Regions from separate parts of the Sus scrofa genome. Here regions 1, 2 and 4 are each linked to region 3. The links are chromatin contacts, called in public Hi-C and HiChIP or PLAC-seq maps. All regions are on one chromosome and are shown on one strand. Each heading gives the region's core, a stretch centred on a gene start, on an enhancer-like site or on the middle of the called end of the contact. The rest is flanking DNA. Distances are from core to core; before and after follow the strand shown.

Region 1 (7,111 bases), core at 557-3,056, 190 kb after region 3:
TTAGTTAAAATCAGGTCACACTGGTTGGGTGGTCCCTAAGCCTAGTGTCCTTCTAAGAAGAGGCTGAGAGACACCTGGGGGAGGACAGGTGAAGACAGAGGCAGAGGGAGCAGGACTGCCCACTGCCCCAGGGTTGGGGGGAGCAGGAAGATCCTCCCCTGGAAACTTTCAGGGACTATAGCCCTCCTGACCCGTTGAGTCCTAACTTCTGGCCCCCAAAACTCTGAGCCTTTGAATTCCTGGTGTTTTGCCTACATCACCAAAGTCGCCTGTGGTAGTACTGCCAGGAGGAGGCCCAGCCTGGAGTTCCTCCTTCCCTTCGTCCCTTGGATCTTGTATCCAGTCAAGAAGGTGCTATAGCCCAAGCTTTGAAATCAAGTTTGTTGGTGAGCTTCAGCTTTATAAGACTTGAGAGAGGATCTAGGTAATTAAAGGTTTCTTGGAAGCTGACATGTTGTCTGGTGACATCTCCATTGTCCTACTGGACTGGTCCTGCCAGAACTCTGCCCTCCTCTCCCGACTCCCTAGCTCTGCTCCTCTCCAGCCTCCCCTGCTGCCTTGAATCTGGGTCTCCCCACCTCTTAGGTCTACTGACCACACCTCTCCCCTCCCCCTCTCCATTGTTCTGCTGCTTGAACTCTCTGATTCCAGCTCTTGTTTCCTAAGATGGGTCACTGCAGTATTTTAGATTTATCCTGTTAACACTCTTTATGCAAAAATCCCTCAAAAGAGATCGAAAAGAAGGAAAAGAGGGCAGAAGCTCTGGTCGGAGGTCAACTCAGGAATGTGGAGCTGGGGATGGACACCCTGCCCTCAAGACCAAAGACCTGGGTTTCATGGGTGAATTCAGTGGAACACACTCAGTGCTGATGCTGGTCTTATTGTTTACTACTCTTCTCTCTCTCATTCTGAGGCTGTGGGGGCCCATCTGCAAGAGAAACAGCAGGAGTCTCTGGCTGGTTCGTTCACCACTTTTCTGGGTGTTTGTCATCATGCTGCTGATGGTTCCAGATGACAGAGGCTTGGGAAACACTGAGCTGCTGTTAGGAGAGGCCCAGGGCCCTGGCCAGAGCAGAGGGAGGAACACAGATGGAAGAGTCCTTGGGTGACACGGCTTCCCTACAGCCCAGCTTTCCCCCACAGGGCTGGTACAACCTTCTGCTGCCTCCTCTGCAGGCCCAGGACTGCAGGCAGCCAAGAATGCCCCTGGCCATCAGGCGGGGTCTTTGCCACCAGGGATCTGTCCAGCCTGGGCCTGGAAGGGCCAGCAGGTGCCTCGGGAACAGGACGGTGGCACATGGCCGTGCCTCTGGCCAGCGACCCCAGTCCTCCTCCAACCCCTGCTTCTCCTGGCCTCTGCCCTCTGCAGCTCTGCACACCTGTCCCCAGCCACCCATGCGGTGTGCAGAGTCACTTCTGCTTCTGGGACTGAGGCCCAGCCAAGCTCTTCTTTGGGGTTGACTCTCCTGTCACCTCCAGCCAGTGGATGCTGGAGAAGCTGGGGGTTCTGGGGAGTTTCTGGGGAATTCTGCTCCTTGGCCCTGGCTGGTGTCCAGGCTACCCTTGGAAAGCCACTCCCTCACCAGCTGGAGGAATTAGCTAGTCTCTGCAGGAGTCGCTGGACTCAGTTCAGCGCCTGCAGCGGAATTAACACAATCCAGAAAAGCCCTTTTTTTTTTTTTTGGTTTGGAATATTTATTCCTGTCATAGTGAGATAAACAAAGCTAATAAAAGATTTTTTTCCCCTGAATTGTAAAATTCATCACAGCGGACAAGGGCAGAGCAACCTCTGTAAAACAATCACCTGGGACTCTAGAAGACTTGGGTAAGTAGAGTTCTTGGCACCTGGTAGTTAAGTTTCTTATGGATGGAAGAGGGTCTGCCTGATGCACCATTGTGTGTCTGCAGAGAGCTGCCCTGCCTGGGCCATGGGGGTGGGAGGCAAGAATCCTTTCACTTTCTGTGCTTTATTCAATGTCAGAAACTAATACCAACTGCAAACAAGGCAGGAGTGGGTTTTATCATTAGCTGACCCCACTCCAGCCTCCTTTTGAGATGCCTGCTGTTTTCAGGGCAGGAGACAGAAGTGTCATTGGATGAGGTGGCCAGTGGGGACTTCAAGGCCACTGACTGTCAGCTGAGCTCTCAGATCCTCTCACTTTCTCCAATGGTGGTTGGAGCAGGGAGAGAACAGAGAACACTGAGGCCTCCCCTCCTGGCTACACCACAGAGGTGTGGTCGTGACTTTGAGAAGTGTTTACATTTAAATAAGACTCAGCACAGGGGCCCTTGGAACTTCTGCTGCCAATCTAAGAACAACTGGCTGGAATTAACAGGAGGCTCCAAGGAGCTATCTATCCCGGTTTCCTCTGGGTCCTGCAACACAGGGATGGGCCACCTGGCCCTCCAGGAAGACACTAAGACCTGTGTTTGCAGCTCTGCTCCCTGACCCCCACCCTCACCTTCCCCAGCAACTTGCTCCTTTCAGCCAAGGCCAAGGCCAGGAACACCCTTTCCAAATCCCTAGGTTTCTATGGGTGATTTGTTCAGGTCAAGCATGAATGACTAGAACACAAGAGAACAAAGAGAAAGATGAAGGAAAAACTCCAGGGGTGAGGGGTGATGGGGGGGTGCAGGCCAGTGGGCAGGGCTTCACCCCCAGGAACAAGCCATTGTAGGAGAAAATGTCCCAATAAAATGTAGAAAGGAGAGACTCCAGCCATGATGACTAAGCAAAGTCTAGCCAACTGCCCCAACCAGTCCTCCCCCATGCATCTGCTTCCGCATCTACTACCTTGCCTGACGTCACTCCAGTCCAACTAGTCAAGCTTGGACCTGGAAGGCGTAGCCCATAAAAGCCTTGTGAAACCCTTCTTCCGGGCTCAGACTCTGGAGAGCGATCTTGTCTGAGCATGCCTGCGTAATAAACCTGAGTTCTCCAACTCTGAGTGCTCGCTTGGTCTCTTGCCGGGTAAAAGAGCTGATCCACTACGGCCACAGAGCTACTGGAGCTGGTACGGGGCTGTCGCCAGAGCTGATACGCTGCAGCACAGGGCTGCTGGGTATGTGCCGTAACACCATAAGAAGCTCCACCCTCCAGTGCCCTTCCCTCAGGAAGAATGGTCAGACCTCACAACCTAAGTTTTCCTTCCCCTCCTGTGGCTTCCTTTTCCCCTTCAGATTTTCCTTTCATATATCATTGAAGAGGTGCACCAAATCATTTTTTTTTTTTGTCTTTTGTCTTTGTTGTTGTTGTTGTTGTTGCTACTTCTTGGGCCGCTCCCGCGGCATATGGAGGTTCCCAGGCTAGGGGTTGAATCGGAGCTGTAGCCACCGGCCTACGCCAGAGCTACAGCAACGCGGGATCCGAGCCGCGTCTGCAACCTACACCACAGCTGACGGCAACGCCGGATCCTTAACCCACTGAGCAAGGGCAGGGACCGAACCCGCAACCTCATGGTTCCTAGTCGGATTCATTAACCATTGCGCCACGACGGGAACTCCCCAAATCATTTTTTAATGGAAGCTGAATGAATGAAAAATAAAAATAACAGCTCACATACTAATTTAAATAGATCAGCAGCAAAAAGTAGCCAGAACTTCCTGGTCCTGCCGCCATGGGTCTGAAGGAGCCATTTCCTCCTGGTTGGCAGCAGCTCTGGCTCCTGGCTCTGCCCCACCCAACCTGGTCAGGTCTGGCCTCACTCCCAGCAGAAGGTGAAATTGGTAGCCATGGAGGGAGATGCTGAGCAGCTCGTTGGCGCCATCTGCTGGACTAAGTGCTTAATGCACGCACCAAGGCGTGTGGCTCATCAGACCCTGATTCACCCCCTCCTTAGCTTCCTTTATAGACATTTCTCATACTCAAGAATATATTTATATTTTTGAATGGGTGCCTAGATTTATGATTATTATCTTTATGACAACTCTGTTGCAATATAATTCACACATTTTACAATCCACCCACCTAAAGTGTGCAACTCAAAAGTTTTTAGCATATTCAGAATTGAACAGTCACTGCCACAATCAACTTAAGAACATTCTCATCATCTAGGAAGAGCTCCCAACACATTAGCAGTCGTATTACATTTCCCCCAATGCTCCCAGCCCTAAGCAACCACGAATCTAGGTTTGTCTCTCAGGATTTTTCTCTTCTGGAATTTCAGGTAATTAGACTGATATTATACGTAGTCTTTTATGTCAGCTTTCTTTCACTTAACATAATGTGGGTTCAGGTCCGTTCATACTGCAGCCTGTGCCAATTCTTCCCTTCTCTCTGTGGCTGAGTAATTGTTCACTGCATGTCTGAACCACATTTTGTTTATCCAGCCATTTGCTGACAATCATGTGGATTGTCTCCACCTGTAGCCATTCCGAATAATGCTGCTGGGAACATTCAAGTACAAGTTTTTGTGTGGACACAGGTTTCATTTCTCTCGAGTGCGCATCTAGGAGTGGAATCTCTGGGTCATGTGGTGACACTGTTGAATCATTTGAGGAACTGCCAGACTGTTTTCTAAAGCAGTTGTGCCATTTTGCATTCCCACCAGGACTGCATGAAGGTTCCCTTCCTCCACATCCTCACCAGCCCTTGTTGTTACCTGACTTGCTAATTTTAACCATCCAGAGTGCTGTGCATCGTTGTCTCATTGTGGTTAGATTTGCATTTTCCTGGTGGCAATGATGTTGAGCATCTTTTCATGCGTTTATTAGCTATTTGGGTTTTTTGTTATTGTTGTTGAGAAATGTCTATTCTAATCCTTCTGCCCATTTTAAAAATTGGGTTAATTTATCTTTATTATTGAGTTGTAGTGGTTCTATTCCAGACTCAAGTCCTCAGCCTGCCTCTGTTGGTGCCTGGAACTGGAGGCCAAGAAAAGAATCAGCCTGAACCTTATTTAAACCAGCTTTAAAAAAATTAAAACCTATTTCAAAAATGTACAGAGCTGGAGTTCTCACTGTGGCTCAGCGGGTTAAGAATCCCACTAGCATCCATAAGGGTGCGGGTTTGATCCCTGGCCTCACTCAGGTGTTGCTATTGCTGTGGCATAGACCAGCAGCTGCTGCTCGGATTCGACCCGTTAGCCTGGGAACTTCCATATGCTGCAGGTGCAGCCCTAAAAAGAAAAAAAGTACAAAACCAATCCAGAAGGAAGAGTTAGTTTGGAAGAAGTTAATTAGTTTAATTCTCAACCTGGAATTCCTCCCTAATTCTGGACCCATTTTTCCTGCTCTGCACCCAGCCTGGAGCCTTCTGAGGGGTCCCAGGGAGAGGGAAGAGGGAGGAGATGAGGTCTAAGGCAAAGGAAGGAAGGGATCCAGCAGAGATGGAAGCAGAGAGGCCAGTTTGGTGGGAAGGAATGAGGAGAAAACTGTGAACTTGGGACGCCCAGGCAGAGAGTGTGGCTGACTGTGTAAATGATCACCAGTCCTCAATGCCACTTATCCTGGGGCAGCTTGTAAGTTCCTTCTTTCTTTTCTTCTGTCCTTCCTTTCTTCCCTCCTTCTCTTCCCCCTTCCTTCCCTCCCTCTCTCTTTCTGTTGCTTTTTAGGGCTGCATATGTGGCATATGGAAGTTCTCAGGCTAGGGGTCGAATAGAGTTGCCTACGCTGCAGCCATAGCAACATGGGATCTGAGCCACGTCTTCGACTTACACCACAGCTCACTACACTGCGGGATCCTTAACCCACTGATAGAGGCCAGGGATTGAACCCGCATCCTCATGGATACTAGTTGAATTCTTAGCCTGCTGAGTCACAGCAGGATCTCCTACCTTGTGGTATGTTAGTTTGCAAGGCTGGAAGCAGCTGTGTTGGATAACATTAACTGTCATGAAGTATACAGAAGGTTGAGAGTCCAAAGTCTGGTCTTTGTTTTAAATCATCCCATCTGTCGCAGGTGTCATCTGTCCTTGCCTTCCTGCTGCTGCTGGACTGGGGCATGTTCTCCCCACCTCCCCCGCCGCCCGGGCTTCTGGGGAAGATCTTCCAGTACATTGATGTCCACCAGGATGAGTTTGTGCAGGTAGGAGACCTCCATACACAAAACGTCTGGATAGGAGTTCCTGTTGTGGTGCAGTGGAAACGAATCTGACTAGGAACCATGAAATTTCAGGTTCCATCCCTGGCCTTGCTCAGTGGGTTAGGGATCTGGAGTTGCCGTGAGCTGTGGTGTAGGTTGCAGACTCGGTTTGGATCTGATGTGGCTGTGGTGTAGGCCAGCAGCTGTAGCTCTGATTGGACCCCTAGCCTGAGAATCTCCAAATGTCATGGGTGCGGCACTGAAAAAAAAAAAAGCAAAGCATCTGGGTAGTAGGATTCTCTTTGGGAATCTGGAAGGACGGTTTTTTGCTGGGAGATGTGGGTATTTTGGGCTAACAACTTTAAATCCCATTTAAACCGCCTGTGGCTCTTCATTGAATTAGAATAATAAATTATTGGTTAGATTTAGGTCAGAGATCCTCCTGGCCGTTCCTCCCAAAAGGGCATCCCCAGTGCATGTGACCCAGGGGCGTCTTCAGCAATGACCAGAGAGCTCCATTGCGCCATTAGCAAATGGCCCATCACCCCCTGCAGAGGGGCCCATGCGGAACTACTCACCACCTGCAGACCTGGCTGAAGCACGCCCTCCCTGCTGCAGCTTCCAGTCCAGAGTTCTGCAAGTTCAATTCAGTTCACAAGTTCAGTGTCACAGCTGCCCGTTGTATAGCCCCGTGCTATATTCACAGTTACCTCCTTATTTATGATCCTGTGCTTTGTCCTACCTGGCCACATGGTGATCTGCGCAAGGTGTGGGTGTACCTACAGGGGAGAAAATGTGATGAGGGAGGTCAGGGGAACAGAGAGGAGAGGGGATCTAGGAGTGGGGGGTGCTGTACCCACAGTCTCACTGGCACATCTCTTCTCTCTCTGCTGGCGCTCCTGTTTCTGCCACCAACACATGTACCTCGGCCCACCTCCACTGCCTGGGAACTCCCTGAGGTCACACTAGACTCTACCCCAGCCCCTGACACTGTCTAGTACATGATGGGTGTTCAGTGCACGTTTATTGGATTAACCAATGTTAGGAATGTTACTGTGCAGACAGACATGAACCCCCTGTGTTTCATGC
Region 2 (7,234 bases), core at 2,464-4,963, 150 kb after region 3:
GTCATCCCCACCCCACCCACAGCTTATCACAGGTTGAATAAAAGTAAACAGAAAGGTAGCAGGACATAGCGGGGAAAAAAATTCTGCCTCAATATTTGCTGTGAAGATCAAATAAAATAAAGAATGGAAATCTGACTTGTGAATGATTAAACATTGCATACTTTAGAAATGATCCTTTTAAATGAGGGTTTATGCATTTTCTCTAGATTTAATCAATGCAAGAAACCTAAAGGGAGGTGACTTCAATTTCATTTCAGACTAAATCTAAACATTTCGTTCAAGGGTACCTGATAATGTAAAACCAATTTTTAGGCTCTTTAAACTGCTGTCACCGGAGTTCCCTGGTGGCTCATCAGGGTAAGGATTTGGCATTGTCACTGCTGTGGCTTGGGACACTGCTGTCGAGCAGGTTCTATCCCCGGCCCAGGAACCCACAAAAATTAAAAAATAAAAAATAAACAGCTGTCAAGTATCCATGTAGTAACAGGTCATAGGCTCTCAAAATCTAGAAAATTGGGGGGAGGGGGCTTTTTTCTCCTTCTGTCCAAGGACTGTGTATATGGCAGAAACTGTGGTTTGTATTCACATTTTGCCAGGGGAAAGGGGATGGGTGGGGTGGGGGAAGTCATACTTTTTTGCCTTGGATGCAGTCGCCAAGGTGTTAGATTTATTTATGTACATTTATCACTTTCAAAAATAGAATTTTATGCATTTATTCAGAAGCCCAGAGAGTGCCACACAGACCTTCACAACCTAACACTCTGGGAAAGTGTTCTGAAAGTTGCAGTTGTGTTGCACAAACTGTAACAGAATGGGTTGCAAGTCCCGAATGAGCCTAGTGCCCAGCGCACAGTAGGTGCTCACTAAGAACTGGGAGAGTGTGTGGACGGTGAATGTATATGCAAAGCTATTCTTTCTTTTGTCCTTTCCTCTGCTGCCTCAGATTGTCCTCTTGAACAAGGTGTATCTTATGCGTGTAGTGACCTGGGAGAAGAGTCACAATGCTCTGCCTCCCCGTTCCACAACCCTGCACATCCGGCTTCCAGCATCAGCAGCAAAGTGATACATACAGTAAATTATATACAGAGTACATTGAATACTTGTCTTACTCATCCTCTGAGGCTGGAGAGCAGGCCAAGCAGGGCCCCCTTTCACAGTCAAGTTGCCCCGTCCTTAGTCAAGCCTAGACCATGCCTGTCTCTGGGGTTCCTGCAGCACCTAGCACCCGCTGAGCTATGATGTCGACCCCTTGGCCAGCTCAGGTGCCACCCAAGGGAACTGACTCAGAGGCAGGAGAGGTAGGAACCTGGCCAGGCCTTCTGCCCTGCAGGTGAACTGATTCCAAATGGTGGCTTACTAAACCAACTGTTCTCTCTTTGGGGAAATTTCAACTTGAGACAAATTTCAACTTGAGCAGAAAGTGGAAGCAGACTCATGGAGGACACAAAACAGGCACCAATGCTGTGGACTCCCCAGGTGACAGTGAGTCATCTGAGGGAACACTGGCCCTCGAGGCACCCAGCTGTCCCTGGGCACCTCTACCAAGCCCCTGCGTGCTTCCCTCTCTCCCTGGGATCTAAGAGCCTAACTGGGGGCTCAGAAGACACACTGGCTATGGTCCTTACCCTGGAGCAAAGTGTAACCTGTGAGGAATCAGGTTTGTGGCTAGGGAGCAATCTGCAAAGCATCCTTTACTCAAGAAGGAATGGATTGCAGTGCCGCCTGCTGGAGATATTCAGATGCGCACCCTTGGGTTTAAATATGAGCCGCTTTGTAAGGCAGGGGTCTTCAGACAGAAATAGCCAGGGGCAGAAGACTTTTAAAGAAGGATCCAAAAGTTTTAAGATCACCAATTCCAGCTGCCCAAATTTCACATCTATTCACAGAGTCTTCATGAATGGGGTTAGTGTCCTTACAAAAGAGACCCCAGAGAACTTTCTGCTTATGTTGAAAAGACCACCCCCATCTATGAGAAGCTAGCTCACTGAATCTGGTAGCAGCTTGATCTTGGACTTCCAGCCTCCAGATCAGAAGAAACAAATTTCTGTTGTTTATAAGCTACTCAGTTTTTGGTATTTTTGTCATAGCAGCCTGAAGAGATCAAGATACTCAATGCCAGGCATGTTCTAAGTTCTGTACTAATTCTTTAAAAGCCAAAATTCTCCAAACGAAAGGGCAATTTGAAATACAATTTGAAAGTATGCTATTAGAGAATGCCTCCTTACTCAAGGCCACCTGTCTGTTGCATATTTTGCTTTCTTTCAAGGGCAGGAGGTAGAAAGTTCCATCTGCTGACAATTAACATTATATTTTCAAATATAAGGGTTCTACATCAAGATAAAAATTTGCATTTTCTTAACTTTTATTCAGATTTGCAGGAGAAATATTTTCATTAACGTTTCTCAAATGATTATTAGGTACTGTAAATGCATATTCAGTTTTAATTTTATCTTTTATTAAAGTATATTGATTTACAATGTTGTGGGCATATTCACTTTTTACTTGTACCCAAGCTTCCTCTTTGCTCTTATTTAGTACCACCACATACCCGTAAAATTTTAATAAACAGGTAATGTGTTACAGATTTTACTCTAAATCACTTTTTGCCATGTTTTTCACCAAATTCAGTCTCATTCCATCAAGAATCTCATTTATAGATAGCCGAACTAATTTTTTTAAAGCCTAATAGATTTGAGTGAAGGATATATGTCCAATAAATTCAAATTACTTACAAAAGTGTATAATATATGTAGGTGGTTTTTAATCAATCATGTACTACTAATAATTGTAATAAGAATTTAATCTAGAAGAGAAAAAAATTAACAGAATTTTCTAGTTACAGGAAAGTAAATACTGATTTAAATTTTTATACATATTGTACAAATGTATAAAAGTATAACAGTATCATTAATAGTATCAAGTATAAATGATATTTAATGATTTATAAATGAAATGCTGCAATTAAAAAAAATTCTGCAACGGATATTGATGAAAACAGAATTTCAAGGGAAAAACAAACCATGTAAAAATTTAAGTAATCTTATTTAAAAATATTTACAGGATGTGAGGAACTACATCCATTCCAACTATAAAATTGTCATTAAAACTACAACAACAACATAGAATATGGGAAGGGTAAAATCTTTCCCAAATTTTTTGGGTGATGCTCTAAAGGAGATAATCACACCCTCGGAGAAATAGTAGACGCTCAATAAGTAAATGGTGGGTCTACTTTCTTCATTAATTCCTAGGATTACTGGATCTAAATACTAAAATAATTCCTCTTAGTAACGGTGAAGGCTTGGTGAACAAAGTGCCAAAGATACGTGAAACGGAAACCTGTGTGACCAGGAAAACATGCTTCAGGAACCCGCGGGAATGGGGACTCTGGGTAGGGGGGTGTGGGCACCTCAATCCCGGACCACTTCACACAAAACACTACCTCTCCAACCCCACGGTTGAGGCAAAAGGCGGAAGACCAAAGTAGATCGCCGCCGGGCTCGCGCTTTTAAGCCCTGGCCTCCCAGGTCTCAGCCTCGCCTCCTGCCGGCGCCGCGCTCCGAACAGCGGAGGGCGGGGCGGCGCAGTTTCCGGCCAGGTCCGGGATTGGCGGACTGCACGGCGGCGAGGCGGGGATACGCCAGTGCTCCGGTCGAGGTCTGGGATTGGTGGATGGGGCGGCTGCGGGGCGGGCCCGCACAGGGGGCGTGACCGAGACACGTGGTGCGGAACCCGAGCTGTAGCAGCTGGCTGGTGAGCGGCCTTCCCGGGGAAGGAGGTCCCTGTGGACAGGGAGGTTCCTGCAGGCGGCGGGAGCAGGGCCGAGGCCGGGAGCGTGGGGTCCAGGCCGCCTCCCGGCAGGCAGGGGAGACCGGTCGCTGCGCGGCGGGCCAGGGACCAGGCCAGCTCTGAGGGGCCTGTGGCCGGCCCTGACGGGAGAAGAGGGCGTCCACTCAGAATGCGGCCCGCTCCAGTCAGAATGGGGTCCGGGGCGGCGGCGGGGAGGACGCACACTGACCCGCCTGTGAGCAACCCCTCCCCACCCCCGCCCTCCGCAACAGTGAGGCCCGCAGAAAACTAAAGCCTGTCTCTCGGCTGCAGAGACCTTTGGCGGAGGCCTGAGGTTGGTGTTGCAGGACGGCCTGCGCTCAGGGTCGGAGGCCCGGGGTCAGGGTCTCCACCCTCACTTAAGGCTGGGAGGTTGCACGTGGCTGCCCTGAGGCAGTCTCCGGGAGTGATGCTTGGTCCTGCGTCGGCCTGTCCTGAGTCCTTGGGCCTCCGACCCGCCCTCGCCCGCGCGGGAACCTGGTGCTGACTCAGCGACCCGGCGGAGATTTTATTTATGCCTTTGTCATCCCTGGTGTTTGCAGGGAGGGGTGGTGAGGAATAATTTTGTAGAACTGTATGTTTGGGATTAAAGTTCTAGATTGAGCAAATCAGAGGTTCCTACTCCTGTTGCAGTGGTTTTTACACAGAGCTGAAGCCCTCATTCAAGAGTCCCTTTACTTTTGCATGTGCCTTGAATTAAGGAGGTCAGGATGGAGCCTCAGAACTGAAAGAATCTTTGTAGGGATTGCTGGGTGGTTCCAGGTGGTACCACCAGCCCTTCTTCCCCTCACTGGAGTTTCAGTGTTGAAGTTACTTTACTCCCCAGGAACCTTAGATTCCAAGAAGGGAGTGAGGCTGGTGTTTACTTCCAGACAATAGGGTTTGCTTTTGTTCACTCCAACTCAATGCTTTTACCCTAATAAATGGGGTTCACCAGGGCATATAAAAGTGGTCCCCATTTAGAGTTCCCTCCTGGCTCAGCAGGTTAAGTATCTGGCGTTGTTACTGCTGTGGCTCAAGTCATTGCTGTGGTGGGGATTCTGGGAGCTTCTGCATGTCATGGTGCAAGTCCCCCCACCTTAGCCCCCCAGAAAAAAGTAGTCCGTTGTAATGGCTTTGGTACTGGCCAGTTGGTGAAACAGGAATAACTGTGCATGGGAGGGAGAAAGGGGCTCTGGCCTAACCTCTCTGACCCAGTTAGCAGTTCAGAGATGTTGTTTTTCCACCTGGTGAGGTGGCAGGAAGAGCTGAATAATCCAGTCTCTGTTTACTCTCCTTTGGTTAAAGATTCAACTTAGATAGCTATATATTTGACTTTAGCTGGAAGGCGATTGGTTAACTGGGCTGCAAAAAGCATAATGCTAATGAGAATATATCACAGTGAGCATGGAATTTGTGCTGTGTAATGACCAGGAACTCAAATGAAGAGTATCTGGTGTAGCATACTGTTCTGCTAAATAGGTTTTCCTTTATGATTGAAAATCTGACTTCTATGCAGTGTATGCATTTATGAACCTTGTCTTCCAAAAGGCTGAAACAATCTGAGTTGGCAGGGAGATATTTAACTGTTTCATGCTCTGTTGTGGTTGTTGGAAGAGGATTGCCTTTACTAAACTCAAGCTGCACATCCTTGATCTGTTGAGCAGCTACCAAGCTTACTATCTCAGTGGACAAAGTCTGTCCTCTGTTTAGAAGTCACTTCAGAATCCTCTACCAAGAAGAAAATTCTCTGTAATTCGGTGTGTCCATACACAGCCACTTCTCTGGTGTCCCACTTCAGAGCTACATGGATGTGGTAGGGTCTTGTGACTCCACAGCTGCAGTTGTGAAATTCTTCCTGTCCCTGCAGTGCTGAATTTGCTCTGAAAGGAGTCACTGAACTCCTTTCAGTCAGTGCTGAGGTTTGGGTTTTGCCATTTGATGGAATCTGAGTTGTCCATTGAAGGAAGTGGGGGAGAACCAATTTTGAAAGCCCCATTTCTGGGATTATTATCTTTGTTTCGTCTTGATTGCAGTTTTTAAAGATGATGAATCAAATGATTTCTTTTCCCCTGAATCTGTATGGTGGAGCATGACATAATGGGTCTCACACTGGAGTTAGAAAATGCCCGTGGGAGGCCAGACATTTCTTTATTTTCATCAGACCTCAGTGGAGTTTCCCACGCTGTCTTGGTGGTTTCTGGACTCTGGTTGTTAGTTTCTCTAAACCAAATCCACGTTCCCTCCTTGGGCCTTATTTACTGTGTTGTCGGCTTGTGGTGTGCAGACAGATGTGACATTTTTGCTGGGAGCCTTGGAGAGATTATTTCCTTTGTGGTGATAATAAGGGAAAGTTCTCTGTGTGCTTTAAGAGAGAAAAACTAAATTTTAGAAAGTATTTTAAAATGTCGGTGTGTCAGTGCTACTGGGAAGTACCTCCTTTTAATTTCCATCAGATTATCTTCCCCTGGGGCCCTTCCTTCAATTACCTGCCATTCTGAAACGTGATTCTTTGTACATTTTCCTTCTGAAAAAAAGAGATCAGCCTGAGCCTATGACTGCTTCCTAGAGCCCTTGTCTCTGCCGAGGTCACTTCCTGGAATCCTCGTGACTGCTTCAAAGTGCTGGCGGTGGGTGGAGTCCAGTTTCTGATCCTGAACAAGTGCCTCCCAGTCCTTTCTCGAGACTGCACGGACAGGTTGTTCTTCCTTCCTAGAATCTCCAAGGTCTGCGTCGGGGGGAAAGATGCCAGCCCTCGCTGCTCTGTTTAAGTACATTGATGAGAATCAGGATCGCTACATTAAGGTAAGGGAATATTTGTTCTAATAAAGTGCAGTTAGTCTCATGGAACTCAGAGAAATGTTCAAGAGGCTAATAAGAATTATGCCGTTCTAATCAAGTCTTAAAAATATTGTCTAGGTGGAGAAAGACAGATACTGAAAAAGTTGAACCCAGAGAAGCAGAGGGTAGAAGGGTGGGTGTCAGGACTGGGGCAGGGAATCAGGGAGATGTTGGCCTAAGGGTTCAGCTTTCATTTGCAGGGTGAGTGAGTTCTAGGGTCCAGTGCACGGCATGGTGGTTACAGTTCACAGCCCTGTGTGGTGCTTGCAAGTTCCTGAGAGTAGATTTAGGTGTTCTCACCACACAAAAAAAGGTAACTAAAAAATGGGGATTGTCTAGAGGTCTTTTTAGGGCCCCAACCGTGGCATATGGAGGTTCCCAGGCTAGGGGTCTAATTGGAGCTACAGCTGCCAGCCTACACCACAGCCACAGCCATGCCAGATCTGAGCCACGTCTGCAACTTACACCACAGCTGATGGCAACGCTGGATCCTTAACCCAATGAGCGAGGCCGGGGATCGAACCTGCAACCTTATGGTTCCTAGTCGGATTCATTTCCGCTGTGCCACGACAGGAACTCCTAGAGG
Region 3 (7,101 bases), core at 1,351-3,850:
CTGCTGTCAACTAATTCACCCTCTGAACAGCTGGTTTGCAGTTTGGCTTAGAAAACTGTGCAATTCCTTTACTGCTTCATAAGAATGAAATGTAAAAGTAATTGGTTTATAGTGAAGTGTAATAATCTTCCCTTCCTATCTCCTTTTGAGAAACGTACCCATAAAAAATTATGCAAGATACATCCTCGGGCAATGGTTCTTGACTAGGAGTGACATTTTTGTCCCCAAGGGAACATGTGACAATAGTTGGAGACATTTTCGGTTATCACAAAAACAGAAGGGGGAGCAGTGATACTGACAACTGGTTGGGAGAGACCATGGAGGCCCTCTGCACAACACATTGAACAAGACGGAACCCACAAAAAAAGAAAGAAAAAATGGCAAATGCTTTGTAACATAAAATACCCTATTATTTTTTCATAAGTGCTATTTTTTTCTTTTCTTTTCTTTTTTTTTTTTTTTTTTTGCTTTTTAGGGCCCCACCTGCAGCATATGGAAGTTCCCAGGCTAGCGGTTAGATCAGAGCTAAAGCTTCCAGCCTACTCCACAACTACAGCAACTCAGGATCCGAGCCGCATCTGTGACCTACACCACAGCTCACGTCAAAACACTGGATCCCCGACCCACTGAGAGAGGCCAGGGATAGAACCTGCAACTTCATGGACACTAGTTGGATTCCTTTCTGCTGCACCACGACAGGAACTCCCATATGCTATTCTTTTTAATAGACACAAATAAAGAAAGCACACTCTGAATCTTAAAATTCCAAAATTACACATACCATAGGAAGGGAGAAGAACAGCTTTTTTTTTTTTTTTTTTTTGTCTTTTTGCCATTTTCTTGGGCTGCTCCTGTGGTATATGGAGGTTCCCAGGCTAGGGGTCGAATCGGAGCTGTAGCCACCGGCTACGCAAGAGCCACAGCAACATGGGATCCAAGCCGTGTCTGCGACCTAGACCGCAGTTCACGGCAACGCCGGATGCTTAACCCACTAAGCAAGGCTGGGAATCGAACCCGAAACCTCATGGTTCCTAATCAGATTCGTTAACAACTGAGCCACGACGGGAACTCTGGGAAGAACAGCTGTTAAACAGACATTTGATATCAGTTAGATCTGATGATATGATGCAGGATTATTAGCTGAAGAAATTCTAATAGCAAATAAGCTCCATAGCTCAGCAGAAGGGGCGGGCCAGATCAGATCTGACTCCCTACTATAAACCACTCTTAACTGTATTGGGACACTGTTTTACCTTCTGGCACATCACCTAAAGACAACAGTAAAATATCTTACCAATAAACAAAAACTTCAACCTTTAAAAGTTTTTTAAAACATTCTCTACAAAACAAATGTCCTTTGATAGAAATTGTGACCCAGCTCAGACCAGGCCTCTATCTACATTTTTCTCACAAACTATGTGAAGAATTCCACTAAACATTCCTATTCATTGTCTGGGGGAATGAAGGAGTGTTATACTAAGATTTAAGATTTGTGACTCAAACTCCTTCACAGCCAGAGTTGGGGGAGGGGGGACTCAATATTTACTGCAAAAATTATAATCTAATGCAAAGAATCTTATCAAAGGAATGTTCTCCTCTAAGTTAAGCAAAGTTATTTTTACAATTTCCAAAGTTGCTTAAGGATCAAGTCCCACTGGCAATTTTTACTTCTCTGTCCCTCTTCCTCTCTTCATCAAAGCCACACACAGCCCGCCACACTGACTCGAAGGAGTCCAATACTGTACCTCACTGAAGTTATCATTAGATACCTTTACAATCACTGGGCGCCTTCTAGATGGTGGGCATGGATGGTGGGGCTGGCTTGTAGGTGCCAGGGGGAGAGCAGCTCTCGGGGTGGGTGATCTCCAACTGGGTCCAATTAGGAATCCACTCCAGAAATAATAAGTGGGAGGACCCCTGTCCTAGATGAAGCCCTGGTTTGTGTAAACTCAAGGATAAAAGATCTTTAAAATCCTTCCGTGGTTGAGCTCTTAGGAAGGCAGCTCCAGATGCGATTCAGTTTCCCTCTAAGTTCAAAATGGTTCTTTCTTACACGCCCGCGCAGGGTCTCCGGAGGCAGTCCCTGCCCTACAAGGGAGGGCTGCAGACTGCTAAAACCGCTGATCCAGCCGCAGAACTAACTTACGCACCCTCGGTCGCCCTCAGGTGTGCACACACAGGTGTGCAGCTTCCGGGGATGCACACGGAGGCACGCAGACCCAAGTGTACAAACTCAGGGTCCGCTCCCAGGTGTGCAGACTCAGCAAACACTCCCGGGTGCGCACACTCAGGTGCGGATATAGAGGCGTGCAGGTCTATCCCGACATGCTGCAAACGACAGGTCTTGGCAGGCAACCCCCCAAACTTAGGCCAGCATCCTGCCTCACAAACTCACCTCCTCCAAAAATTTGGTCAAATCGTACACTTTGTGGTGCAGGATTAGCCAGGTGCTCTTGCTGTTGTTGTGCTTCTGGATCTCTTCCAGGGTGTAATACTTCACGGCTTTGTCGGACTGTTCGGCCATTTCGTAACGCGGCGAACCTCAGGCCCTGCTGACAGCGGCAGAGATGAGCGGAACAGAGTGGGAGTCCTGGCGAACTCGGGCCGGGACATTCCCCTGGTCCCAGCTCCCCAACTGGGCCGGGCGGCAGACAGAGGAGAGGGGGACGGCCGAAGCACGACCTCCGATGATTGGCCAGAACTCGTGTCACTCAAAGGGCGAGCTCGACCGACGTTCTCTGCCAGCCCCAAAGCGCCCCGCCCAGTATGCGAGTTTTAATTGGCTGCCGAAGGTGCCCTCCATGTTCACGGTTGTGGGAGTAAGCGGAGGCGGGGCTTCCTTCGAGTCTGCGCAGAAGGGGATGATGCGGGAGCCCGGGACCGTGGGGTGGAGTGGCTGGCGAAGGAGGGTTCATTGTGGCAGGCGCAGTGTCCACCTTGGCAGGGCAACGACCACACAACAAAATCGCCGCGATTTCCCAATCAGGTCAGATCAGCCAGACCTGGACATTAATTTGTAACAAATTCGTTCCGTTGCTAGTGTCAGGGTGAACTGAGTGTCAAGGTGATCTGTTACGGTGAGAGGAGATGTGGTAAACAACCAGTGCTCTCATTTAGCCTCCGTAGAACGAGTGTACTTACTGCCCAATTGCTTGACCAATTCCCCTCACCCCAGAACTGCCCCCATTCTCACAGGAAAAACAAACCCGGGGGAATTGTTCTATAAAAGCAAAATCGTCCTAAAGAACTTAGGACATAAGTTATCTCGCTGTTGACCCAGACTATGCGAATACTTGTACTAGTGTCTTCTTTGTCTTTTCTCAACAGTATATTGTTTAAGATAAATCCTAAATGATTGACAGTTTTTGGAAGAGTATAAAACAGTACCTCCCCAGCTGGCACCCATAGGAAGATTTTAAGCACAGTTCTTTCACATTAGCTGCTGATACTTTTTTCCTGTCCCATTGCTTACCTCCTCCTTTGTAGGAATGCAAGGCCGTAGAAAAGACATTTTTGCTGACATTCCCAATAGTCCTTAGCTTTTTTTGTATGATGGAATACACTGATTTTCTTTCTTGTTTTTTTTTGGGGGGGGTTGATCTTTTTTAGAAGTGTGGTTGATTTACAATGTTGTGCTAATTTCTGGTGTACATCAAAGTGACCCAATCATACATATATATATACTTTCCTTTTCTTATGTTATCTTCCATTATGGTCTATCCCAAGAGATTGGATATAGTTTCCTATGCTACACAGGACCTCACTGCTTATCCATTCTAAATGTAGTAATTTGAATGTACTAACCCCAAACTCCCAGTCCATCCCACTCCCTCCCTCTCCCCGTTGGCAACCACAAGTGTGGCCTCTATGTCAGTGAGTCTGTTTCTGTTTGGTAGAGAGGTTCATTTGTGCCATATTTTAGATTCCACATGTAAGTGATATCATATGGTATTTGTCTTTCTGACTTACTTAGTATAACCTCTAATTGCATCCATGTTGCTGCAAATGGCATTATTTCATTCTTTTTTATGGCTGAGTAGTGTGGAATACATTGACTTTCATTATTATACCAGCCTTGCATCTCTGAAATAAATCACACTTCTCTATGATGTATAATTTTTAATACTCTTTTTTAAAAAAATTGAAGTATACTTAATTTACCATGTTGTGTTAGCTTTTGGGTGTACAGCACAGTAATTCAGTTATATATGTATATGCACACATTCTTTTTCATATTCTTTTCCACTATGGCTTATTATAAGATATTGAATATAGTTCCCTGTGCTATAGAGTAGGACCTTCTGGTTAAATATCTATATATATGGTAGTTTGTATCTGCTAATCCCAAACTCCCAGTTTATCCCTCTCTTTCCCTATCTTTTCCTTTTCAGGAAGTTTTAAACTATGGATTTAGTTCCCATAGTAGTTGTAAGACTATTGAAATCTATTTCAAACTGGGTGAGTTGTGGTAGTTGGTAGTTTTCAAGGAACTGATCCAGTTCATCTAAATTATCAAATCTATGTGTGTAGGATTGTTCATAGTAGTCCCTTATTAGCTTTTGATGTCTGCAAGGTCTGTAGTGATATCTTCTGTTTAATTCCCGGTAGTAGTAATATGACCTCTCTTTTTATTGCCCTATTGTCAGCCTTGCTAGAGGTTTGTCAGTTTTATCTATCTTTCCAAAGAGCTTACAGTTCCCATCCTGGCTCAGCAGAAACAAATCTGACTAGCATTCATGAGGACGCAGGTTCAATCGCTGGCCTCAATTAGTGGGTGAAGGATCTGGCGTTGCCCTGAGCTGTGGCATAGGTCGCAAACGTGGAATGGATCCAGTTGCTGTGGCTGTGGTGTACATAGGCCAGCATCTACATCTCCAATTTGACCCCTAGCCTGGGACCCTCCATGTGCCTCGGGTGTAGCCGGAAAAAAAAGAGCTAGCTTTTTATTGTTTTTATTTTCTTTCCTAATGTCATTGACTTCTGCTCCTTACTGAATTTTTCCTTCTACTTGCTTCCGGTTCCTTTTTTTTTTCCTACTTTCTTAAGGTGTGAGTTTATTAAGACTTTTCCTTTTTTCAAATACATGCACTTAGTGTTATAACTTTCTTAAATGCTTTAAAAATAGTAAACTACATTACCTATACTGTTTCCCTAACAGTTCTCCAGACCGCTGAATCTCCCCATGACTCTGACAGAACAATGAATCTCTTCAGTGCATGACTACCTCTATAATCCAAGGTCAAGACTATTTCAGATTTCAGTTCCAGTTCCAAATAACTCAGGAAGTGGTTAACAATAAAACTTTGGTGCCAGTGACCTGGATCCTATCCCTGGTTTGGTAAATTATGCATGACATTGACCTAATCAGTTAACTCTTCTAAGCCACTGCTTATAAATGCTTAGTACAGGGTTTGGCACATAGAAAACAATCGATAGATTTTAGCAAGTGCTATTACCAAATAAGACTTCCTTATTCTAAAGCAGAGTGTATAAGGAAACATCCTATGTGGCAGGTGCTCCAGGTGAGGTAAATTTAGACAAATTTAGAAACAAACCTGAGAAATTAAAGGAATACAAATATTTACAAACCCTTCCTGACCTCCCCTCCAGCAAAGAAATTTTTATAAACATTTAGAAAACCAACTCTACTCCTAAAGTTCCTCCAACTCTACTCCTAAAGTTCCTCAAGTAAAATATACTATAGAAAGCACTCAGTCTCCTACTATAAGGCAAAAATAAACACATATTATTACATTTTTAATTCCTTTTCTAATTCCTTCTGCCACTCATGCACAAGACACACTTGAGCAGCTCTTTCCTTCCCACTCACAAATAATTAATTTGCCATTATATAGTCATAACCATAGAGAGTGAGTTCCCTCAACAAATGGGCACTCTACAAAAAAGGACTCCAAATTATCTACATGGATAATTTGCATTATATTTATCTTTTAAATATGTTAGCATACGTTAAATTTTCTTTTCCAAAAAAATTTGTATCTCTAGTGCATATATTTACTTGATTTCCAAACAATTCCCCATCTATTAGCAATAATTTCCAAAATTTCCTGAATTTTTAAATTTTTCATTCATTTTAAAATACTTATAGAGTTCCCGTCGTGGCTTGGTGGTTGGCGAATCCGACTAGGAACTATGAGGTTGCAGGGTTCGATCCCTGGCCTTGCTTAGTGGGTTTCAGATCCGGCATTGTCGTGAGCTGTGGTGTAGGTCGCAGACATGGCTTGGATCCCACATTGCTGTGGCTCTGGTGTAGGCCAGCAGTTACAGCTCCAATTCCACCCCTAGCCTGGGAACCTCCATATGTGTCAGGTGGGGCCGTAGAAAAAAAAGACAAAAAGACAAAAAATAAATAAATAAAACAAAGCACTTATGAAGTTGTTTTTACCCATGTATATTTATAACACCAGAATGTCAGTTGATCCTCTCTAATCAACTGAATATCAGAGACAGAATGAGGAGCAGAGAGCAATGGATATAATCTGATAACAAAGCTAGTGCTTAAGTTCATTGCTGAGGCAGAACAACTTTCCTCAATAACTTAAGACAAAGACAAGTTAATTATATGTAATCTTACTATAAATACATTCTTGGGCACATTTTCCTTGTATGTCCATCTTTAAATAGCAGCAGATAAATAAAAAGGTTAAATGTTTGATTGTAGGACATGGTTGCAATACTAATTTTCTTTTTAAAAATCTTTTTGGGGAGTTTCCATTGTGGTGCAGTGGAAATGAATCCAACTAGTATCCATGAGGATAAGGGTTCGGTCCCTGGCCCCGCTCAGTGAGTTAAGAATCCAGCGTTGCCGTCAGCTGTGGTGTAGGTTGCAGACACGGCCCTGATCTGGTGTTGCCGTGGCTGTGGCATAGGTTGACAGCAACAACTTGAATTCGACCCCTAGCCTCGGAACTTCCATAGGCCACAGGTGTGGCCCTAAAAACAAAAAACAAAACAAAACCAAAAAACTTTGTCTCCAGCACAATGGAGCAAGAGTAAAATGGTATAAATAAGGAAAATTCCAGATATCCTATTTAACCTCTGTTTGCTGTAGCCTTAGCATGTGGAAGTTCGTGAGCCAGG
Region 4 (7,305 bases), core at 2,830-5,329, 220 kb after region 3:
TTTGCCTAGCTGTCCAAAAGCTCAAGCCATTAATGAAGTACAAAGATAGAAATACAGGTTTTCTGAAGGAAAGTCATGTATTCTTTTTTTCTTTTTCTCTAGTGTGATGTGCAAGAGAACTAATGGATGGTAGGTATAATGACTACAATTTCTTAACAGTTATGATAAGTAAATAAGTGCTTCTGAGCTTTTTTCGATTAGGTAGGTTGAAGAGAAAAAAATTGTCATTATGTGGGAAATTTTATTTAAAAACATTATTCCAGTGTAATTTCTTATTGAGAATGAAAAAAGATGTCAGATAAATTATGCCTTTGACTATAATAAAATATATAAAGATTTGAATCATCTCGCCTCCCACATTGAAATTCACCAAAACAGCATTCAAAAAAGAACTTAGATTTAAAATTCTAGTGTGGGAGGTTAAGTGTTCATAGCATGCTTTCACTGTTATTGTAGGTAGGCATGTGAATGTAATGGCAGAAAATGTTAAAGGAAATGAGAACTTCAAATGACACTGTTCAAGTAAATTAGTCATTGGAAATTAGTCACCAAAAATGACCAAAGCTTCCTTTCAAACTTTAAACAATTATAATCGAAGGCAGCTATCTAAACTTTATTTAAAACCCCACTTGAAGAACCAGGAGGCAGATTTCAGGGCTACTACATCAAGGCAAAATGAGGAGAGGGAGGTTTGGGAAAGAAGAGTCACAGCGTGGAGGCACCCAATTCTGCATACTCTGCCTAACCTTTGGATGACCTCTGAACTATGCGGGAGGCAGATTAAAGCCTTTGGCTGAGGCTGAGGGAACTGAATGTGATCTTAGTCACTACCATGACAGGAGAGACAAAGTATGGAGTATGAATACAGCCAAAATAACTGCCTGTTAATAATAAGTGCAAACAACCTCTTCAGAGGAACATTAAGTGAATTCAGAATTTCTACATTATATTACTCAGATATCTAGGATACAACCAAAATTACTAGACTTTTAAGGAAAAAGAGTTCCCATTGTGCCTCAGTGGAAACGAATGTGACTAGAATTGGTGAGGACTGGGGTGTGATCCCTGGCCTTGCTCAATGGGTCAAGAATTTGCCATTGCTGTGAGCTGTGGTGTAGGTTGCAGACGTGGTTCGGATCCCTCCTTGCTGTGGCTGTGGTGTAGGGCAGCAGCTATAGCTCTGATTCGACCCTAGCCTGGGAAGTACCATATGCTGCAAGTGCAGCCCTAAAAAAAAAAAGGAAAAGGAAACATGAATCAATCAGATGAGCAAATTAATGAAGATTAACTCGAAGAAGATTCATATGTTGGAATTAGCAGGCAAAATGTCAAAAAGCTATTATAACTGCTCAAAAACATAATGGAAAATATCCCTTTAATAAGCAAATAGGAAATCTCAGCAGAGAAATAGAAACAAGATAGAACCAAATGAAAATTTTAGAACTAAAAGATGTATCTGAATTAAGAAAAAAAATCACTAGCTGCTTTTAACTATTGGAGATGACAGAAGAACCAGGGAACAGAGAGGACAGATTAATAAAAATGATCCAATCTGAAGGTCTGAGAGGAAAAAAAAGAATGAAACCAAAACAAAAAGGAAAGACTCAGTGATTCATGTATAAAATCAAGAGGTGCAATATATATTTAATTGGAATTTGAGAGTATGGGGAAAAGTATTTGGATAAATAATGACCCCAAATTTTCAAAACTTGGTGAAGTATATAAACTTACAGGTGTTAAAATCTCAGAAAACCCCAAACAGGATAAATATGAAGAAAATCTAGTGCCTAGACACAACATAATAAAACTGCTGATAGGCAAAAACACAGAGAAAATTTTGAAATTAGCCTGAGAAAAATGACATATTATAAATAGGGAAAATAAAAGGGAGAAATGATCTGAATGACCTCTGCTCATCAGAATAAAATGGAGGCCAGAAGACATGGAGAGACACCATCATTAATAAACAAAACATCTCTTAAAGAAGCCCCAAAGACATAGATACACACAAAGGCTATATATATCCAAGGATATAAATAATGCATATAATATACATACTTATAGAAGGATATACATGTATATTATATATAAATTTTCCTAAGGAGACACAGGGAAACATAATCAAATTTTTCCTATATTCTTGGATTCTCTAGAGTGTTGCATAACACATAGCAACTACTTAGTAAACACAGCTATCTATCATCATTAGTATTATCTAATGGAACCAAATATTTAAAATGTTTTAATAAGAGTAGCAATATTAGACATTACTGCAACTTAGAAACTTTAGAACCTATTCTGTTTAATTAATAGAATTTCAAAAGCAGGGAAATTTACCCTTAATGACTCATTTTATACACGAGTAAAATGAGATCAAGTTGACCTCATTAAGGTCACTTTATGATGCAAAGGTCCTTTCTTGGCAAAATAATGGATGATGGGGAACTGACAAACTCAGATTTTATTTCACTGCTCAAAGAAGGGAGATGAAATGTTAAATAAATTCCCAAGGTAAGAAAGGTAGCAAAACCAGTCCCTTGAAGATCAACATCATGCCTATTCCGAATGGAAATTGTGTTAGCTATTTTAATTGTTGAGAAATTCATTACCTTGTCATACAAGACTAACACTGTTGAAATAGCTATTAAAAGGTGCATGGGGAGTTCCCATCGTGGCGCAGTGGTTAACGAATCCGACTAGGAACCATGAGGTTGCATGTTTGATCCCTGCCCTTGCTCAGTGGGTTAACGATCCGGCGTTGCCGTGAGCTGTGGTGTAGGTCGCAGACGCGGCTCAGATCCTGCGTTGCTGTGGCTCTGGCGTAGGCTGGCAGCTACAGCTCCGATTCGATCCCTAGCCTGGGAACCTCCATATGCTGTGGGAGTGGCCCAAGAAATGGCAAAAAGACAAAACCAAAAAAAAAAAAAAGGTGCATGGTAGGCTGGAAAAAGGTTGACACTGTAAGTTTAAAGGTAAGTTCCACTTTTACTAGAGGTGTAAGCTTGGAATAGCTATTTGATCTTCTAAACAGCAATTTCCTAGTGGGTTACAGTAAGAATTCGACCAGATAATGTCTATGAAAATTACCCTATAAAACAGTATTAAAAGTGTTATCATCACCGGAATATTCTGATTTAAAAGGAAGTGAGCTGGAACTGTCCTTGAGAGGTTTGGTCTAGAAAGCCTATCATTATAAGGTCATCACTTAAAAACTCCATTTACTTAAAATTATACAAATCTGATTATTTAAAACATTTCCCTATACCTACAAGATAAAGTCAAAACTTCCCAGCAAGCTGTATCTTCACAATCTGATCCCGGGTGGGATAATGCCGCTCCTCTACACCTCTTTGTCAATGCACTTTTCGAGGTGTGGTCTTCCTTGCTAGATTTTGAGTTTTCAAAGAAATGGTTGGAAACTCAAGGTCCGCAAATGATCTCATGTAAGGGGCAGGTCAGGGCGTTGACTAATACGCCTCAGGTCGCGGCTTACTTTCTTCCTAACAATTTTTGTGCTGTACCGTTAACGTTTATAAAAACGGTCCATGCGTGGACGTTTTAAACACCCAGGCATTTTCGGCTTTTCTTGCCAAACTGGTGAACCAGTCAGCTTTTTTTCCTTCCCCTTAGTATCAGACTCTGCTCCTGGCTCCCTAAGGCCTGCGACCAAGGACCCCTTTTTGGAGTCAGTCGACAGACTTTTTTCATAATCTGGAGTTGCGCACGCGCCTGGCATAGCAGAAAAACCTGGTTCCTGTAGATGAGGGCCTCGGAGGCGCCAGGCACCACTCGGGCCGGCGAAGGCCGAGGGCAGCCGGCCGCCCGCCCCTCGAAGGCCTCGGGGTCCTCTAAGGCGGACGTGCGAGGGGGTGGAGTGAGGACGCTTAGGGTAGGGAGGAGTGCACTGTCCAGGGGGAAATCCTCTTCGGGACCCCCTGCAACCCCTACTTGGCCCTCGAGGTCAGACACCGCTAGCCTTCGAGCCTGACGCGCGTCTCCATTTCTTTACGTTGACTTCTTCGGCTTTCCGTTTTCCTCTCTTGGGGAGGGGCGGGACTTCCTGTTTCACAGCCTAGTGACTTCCGCCAAGAGCTGATAGACTAAAAACAACAGGCACACAGGTCGGCCGGCCAGTCGGGAGATAAAAAGGGACCTAGGCGTGGGTTCTACTAAGCCAGAGCCAAGACCTTGGTTTTCGGTCATGGCGTCCCCCGCTCTGTCCGCGAAGAAGTCCTCGGAACCGCCGGAAGTCGCTCAGCGGAGAGACAGGAAGTCCCTCCCCTTCCTCCCAGAGGGAAGACGGTGAGCCGGAGGAGTCAGTCAGAGGGGTGAGCAGGAGCGATTCCGTCGGCAAACAGGTAAGTTATTCTCTGGCCGGGGCGGGGGGTTTGGAGGCGGGGACCGTCCAGCGTCAGCGCGGGGCCGGGAGGCGGTGGCTTGAGGCCCCAGGCCCGGGCGGCTGGGCGCCGGGAGCCCCGCCAGGGCCCTTCGCTCTTCCTCCTCCCCCCTCCCCCCCGCCTCCGCCCCTCCCCGCTGGCCGGTCCCTCCCGACGCCGCCCAGACTCACCCGACACACGCCCGCCGCCCGGCCTCCGCTCCCGCCCGCTGCTGCTGGCTCCGCCGCCCGGACTTGCGCGGGGCCTCGGTTTCCCCGCGGGGCCGGCTGTCAGCGCGGAGGCTGCGATCCCGCGCACTCCGCGCGCCCCTGCCTGCAGTCGGGAGCTTCTCACCGCCAGGCTTTCCCCGATCCAACCGTACACGCCCGAGCGCGGAGCTGCCGCGGTGTCGGTTTAATGGCCTGGGCGGTCTGGGCTGTGGTTTCCTTCAGTCGACCGCCCTCTCCGGGCCTCCGGAGCTTCGCGGGCTCGCCGCTGCCACCCGCACCTTCTTCCGTTAAGGACGCGGGCGGGCAGTCTGTAACGCTGGTGACCGATCGCAGCGCGGCTGGAAGGGAGGGTCCTGGCCGCTGGGGTTCAGCCGCTATAAGCAGTTAAAGGGAGATCCCAGGATGCCGCACACCGCTGTTGGCAGCAGCGGGTTTCGCCCCAGTGGCTACCACCTCCTGCCAGCCAGCGGGCATGTCCTGTGTACGCTTGCCCGCCTCTGGAGTTTAGTCTGGTGGAGGTGGGCAGGAGCTGCTGACCTCTTTCGGTTGCAATGAGTTTTGAAAAGCCCATTTATTTTTCAAGGGGGGAATTCTGGAATAGGTCATCTTGGCCGGGTTGGCATCCATGGACACGCATGTAGTATTTCTTTATTTTATAGGTAAAGTAATGGTGATTGAGGGGTAAATTTTAAGTTTGTGCAGGTGGAACTAGTCACGATGTGCACCTGTTTTCAGGGAGGTGTTAGTCCAGTTGGAATACCAAATAGGGAAGGCAACCGAGGTATATTGGAACATCATTAATAAAGCTTATTTGATATATATAATATATGTAATATATATCTATATACACACACACTGTGTATACTTCATTTAGCATTGCAGTCTTGTAGGAATTATCACCTTTTCACCAACCGAGACTCAGATTAAATAATTTGGACAAAGTTAAATTACAGATTCAGATCTCAAATGTTTGTTATTCATTCTACTTCAAGTTTGCTACATGTGAAATTGCTAACTCCTATTGTCACCACCAAAAAACATTTAATACAAGGCTCTCTAGTAGCTAATGTCTTCTTGATGACATATACAGTAGTTGGGATTAATGCTGTAGAAGTTGATACTGGTTCCTTTTTTATTTTATTTTTTAAATAAAACTGCATTTTGGAATAATTTCAGGTTTACATAAAAGTTCCAAGATAGAACAGAATTCCACTGGTGTTCACCAAGGCACAGTGGCTTCATTTCAACAAACACTGGTTCCTGCTTCATTCCAGACACCATCCGAGGTGCAGGAAAGAGTAACATTGCTGTAGGTGATTTCAAGAGCCCGTTGAAGAGACAGATACATGAACAATTATAATGCCTTTTGCTGAGTACCAAAATGGAGATATGGTAGCATGACTGGGGTGGGAGTGATGAGAGCTTGCAGGATAGTACTTGAGTGAGGTCTCAAGGATCAGTGGGTATTCACTTGACTGATGGGACATCTTCCCAACATCCATTTTACTTCATTTTGTTTTATTAGAGAACTTCCTAACCCTTATAAAACAGACTTTTCTAATTTGATTCTCCATCCTCCTTACCCCTCCCAAAGTTCCTCTAAGAAGAGCTTTATTCACAGGTATCACAGGTAGTCAGAAGAATCCTAGATTAAAAATCTGTGAGTAGGGGGATAAATTAAAGCTGTTTCTTATGCAGTAATGGAAGTAAATAGATCTATACATATTAAAAGTCTTTGATTTCCAAGCTTGTTAAATACCTCCTGTGGACTCTCACATTATGAGAGGTCACAGAGCACAGCTGGGGACTGTAACCCGATGTGTTGGATCCCCACACCGGAGGGAACATTTGTCTGTCTTAGTCAGCTTGGGCTGCTATAATAAAATTCCATAGCCCTGGTAGCAGAAGCAGTAGACCTTTATTTTTCATGGTTCTGGAGGTTGAGAAATACAGGGTCAAGGTGCCGATTCCTGCAAAGGGCTCTTCCTGGCTTACCCATAGCCACCATCTTGCTCTTTGCTCACATGGAAGAGTGGGAGAGAATTCTGGTCTCTTCCCTTTATAAGGACACTTATTCCACCTTGGGGGCTCCATCCTTATGACCTCTTCTAAACTTAGTTACTTCCCAAAGGCCCCATCTCTAAATACTATCACATTGGGATTAGGGCTTCAATATATGAATTTGGGGTGGTGGGAGGGATTCAATTCAGTATGTTGTGTAGGTTTCTTGGAAATTTTATTATGTTCAGTTCCTCCAAATCTTGATATAGATTTGAATAGGAAACTAAAATTAAGAATTTATATGGCTTTCATAAAGCAAAGTTAAGGCAGCTTTATTTTATTTTTTTTTTTTTGCTTTTTAGGGCTGCACCTGTGGCATATGGAGGTTCCTGGGCTAGGGATCTAATCAGAGCTGCAGTTGTTAGCCTACACCCCAGCCATAGCAATGCAGGATCCGAGCTGTGTCTGCGACCTACACCACAGTTCATGGCAACAGGGGATCCTTAACGCGCTGAGCGAGGCCAGGGATCAAACCTGCAACCTCATGCTTCCTAGTTGGATTAGTTTCTGCTGCGCCACGATGGGAACTCCAAGGCAGTTTTATTTAAAATAAGAAATATGAATCAGAAACCAGCTGGCAAAAGGAAGAAATTTTAATTTTGATGAAAGAAACGTGAAATACTGTAGTCTTTTCAAGT

Evidence for each region. A called contact is a pair of places that touch in the nucleus more often than the background predicts. HiChIP or PLAC-seq counts read pairs in DNA pulled down with a chosen protein or histone mark.
Region 1: a contact with region 3 is called in an H3K27ac HiChIP or PLAC-seq map of alveolar macrophages. The contact joins the promoter of CNDP1 here to the promoter of CYB5A in region 3. A contact is called at or near these places in 1 of 5 promoter capture datasets (skeletal muscle) and 1 of 2 datasets of contacts at active chromatin or transcription factors (alveolar macrophages).
Region 2: a contact with region 3 is called in a Hi-C map of liver, with 4 times the contacts expected there. The contact joins the promoter of CNDP2 here to the promoter of CYB5A in region 3. A contact is called at or near these places in 3 of 5 promoter capture datasets (fetal liver, fetal skeletal muscle and liver), 9 of 47 Hi-C or Micro-C datasets (alveolar macrophages, heart right ventricle, liver and 3 more) and 2 of 2 datasets of contacts at active chromatin or transcription factors (alveolar macrophages and skeletal muscle).
Region 4: a Hi-C map of skeletal muscle shows a contact between it and region 3, with 4 times the contacts expected there. The contact joins the promoter of ZNF407 here to the promoter of CYB5A in region 3. A contact is called at or near these places in 5 of 47 Hi-C or Micro-C datasets (blood, heart right ventricle, liver and 1 more) and 1 of 2 datasets of contacts at active chromatin or transcription factors (alveolar macrophages).

The regions. Positions count from the first base shown.
Region 1 is chr1:149,546,707-149,553,817 of Sscrofa11.1, reverse strand. It overlaps CNDP1 (carnosine dipeptidase 1), which reads left to right and starts at 1,806. Exons shown (of 12, transcript NM_001290324.1): 1 at 1,806-1,825; 2 at 5,900-6,025. The coding sequence starts at 5,942.
Region 2 is chr1:149,580,798-149,588,031 of Sscrofa11.1, reverse strand. CNDP2 (carnosine dipeptidase 2) reads left to right here and starts at 3,713. Exons shown (of 12, transcript NM_001243707.1): 1 at 3,713-3,753; 2 at 6,346-6,612. The coding sequence starts at 6,553.
Region 3 is chr1:149,733,183-149,740,283 of Sscrofa11.1, reverse strand. CYB5A (cytochrome b5 type A (microsomal)) reads right to left here and starts at 2,600. Exons shown (of 5, transcript NM_001001770.1): 1 at 2,396-2,600. The coding sequence starts at 2,524.
Region 4 is chr1:149,514,058-149,521,362 of Sscrofa11.1, reverse strand. ZNF407 (zinc finger protein 407) reads left to right here and starts at 4,079. Exons shown (of 9, transcript XM_021073780.1): 1 at 4,079-4,358.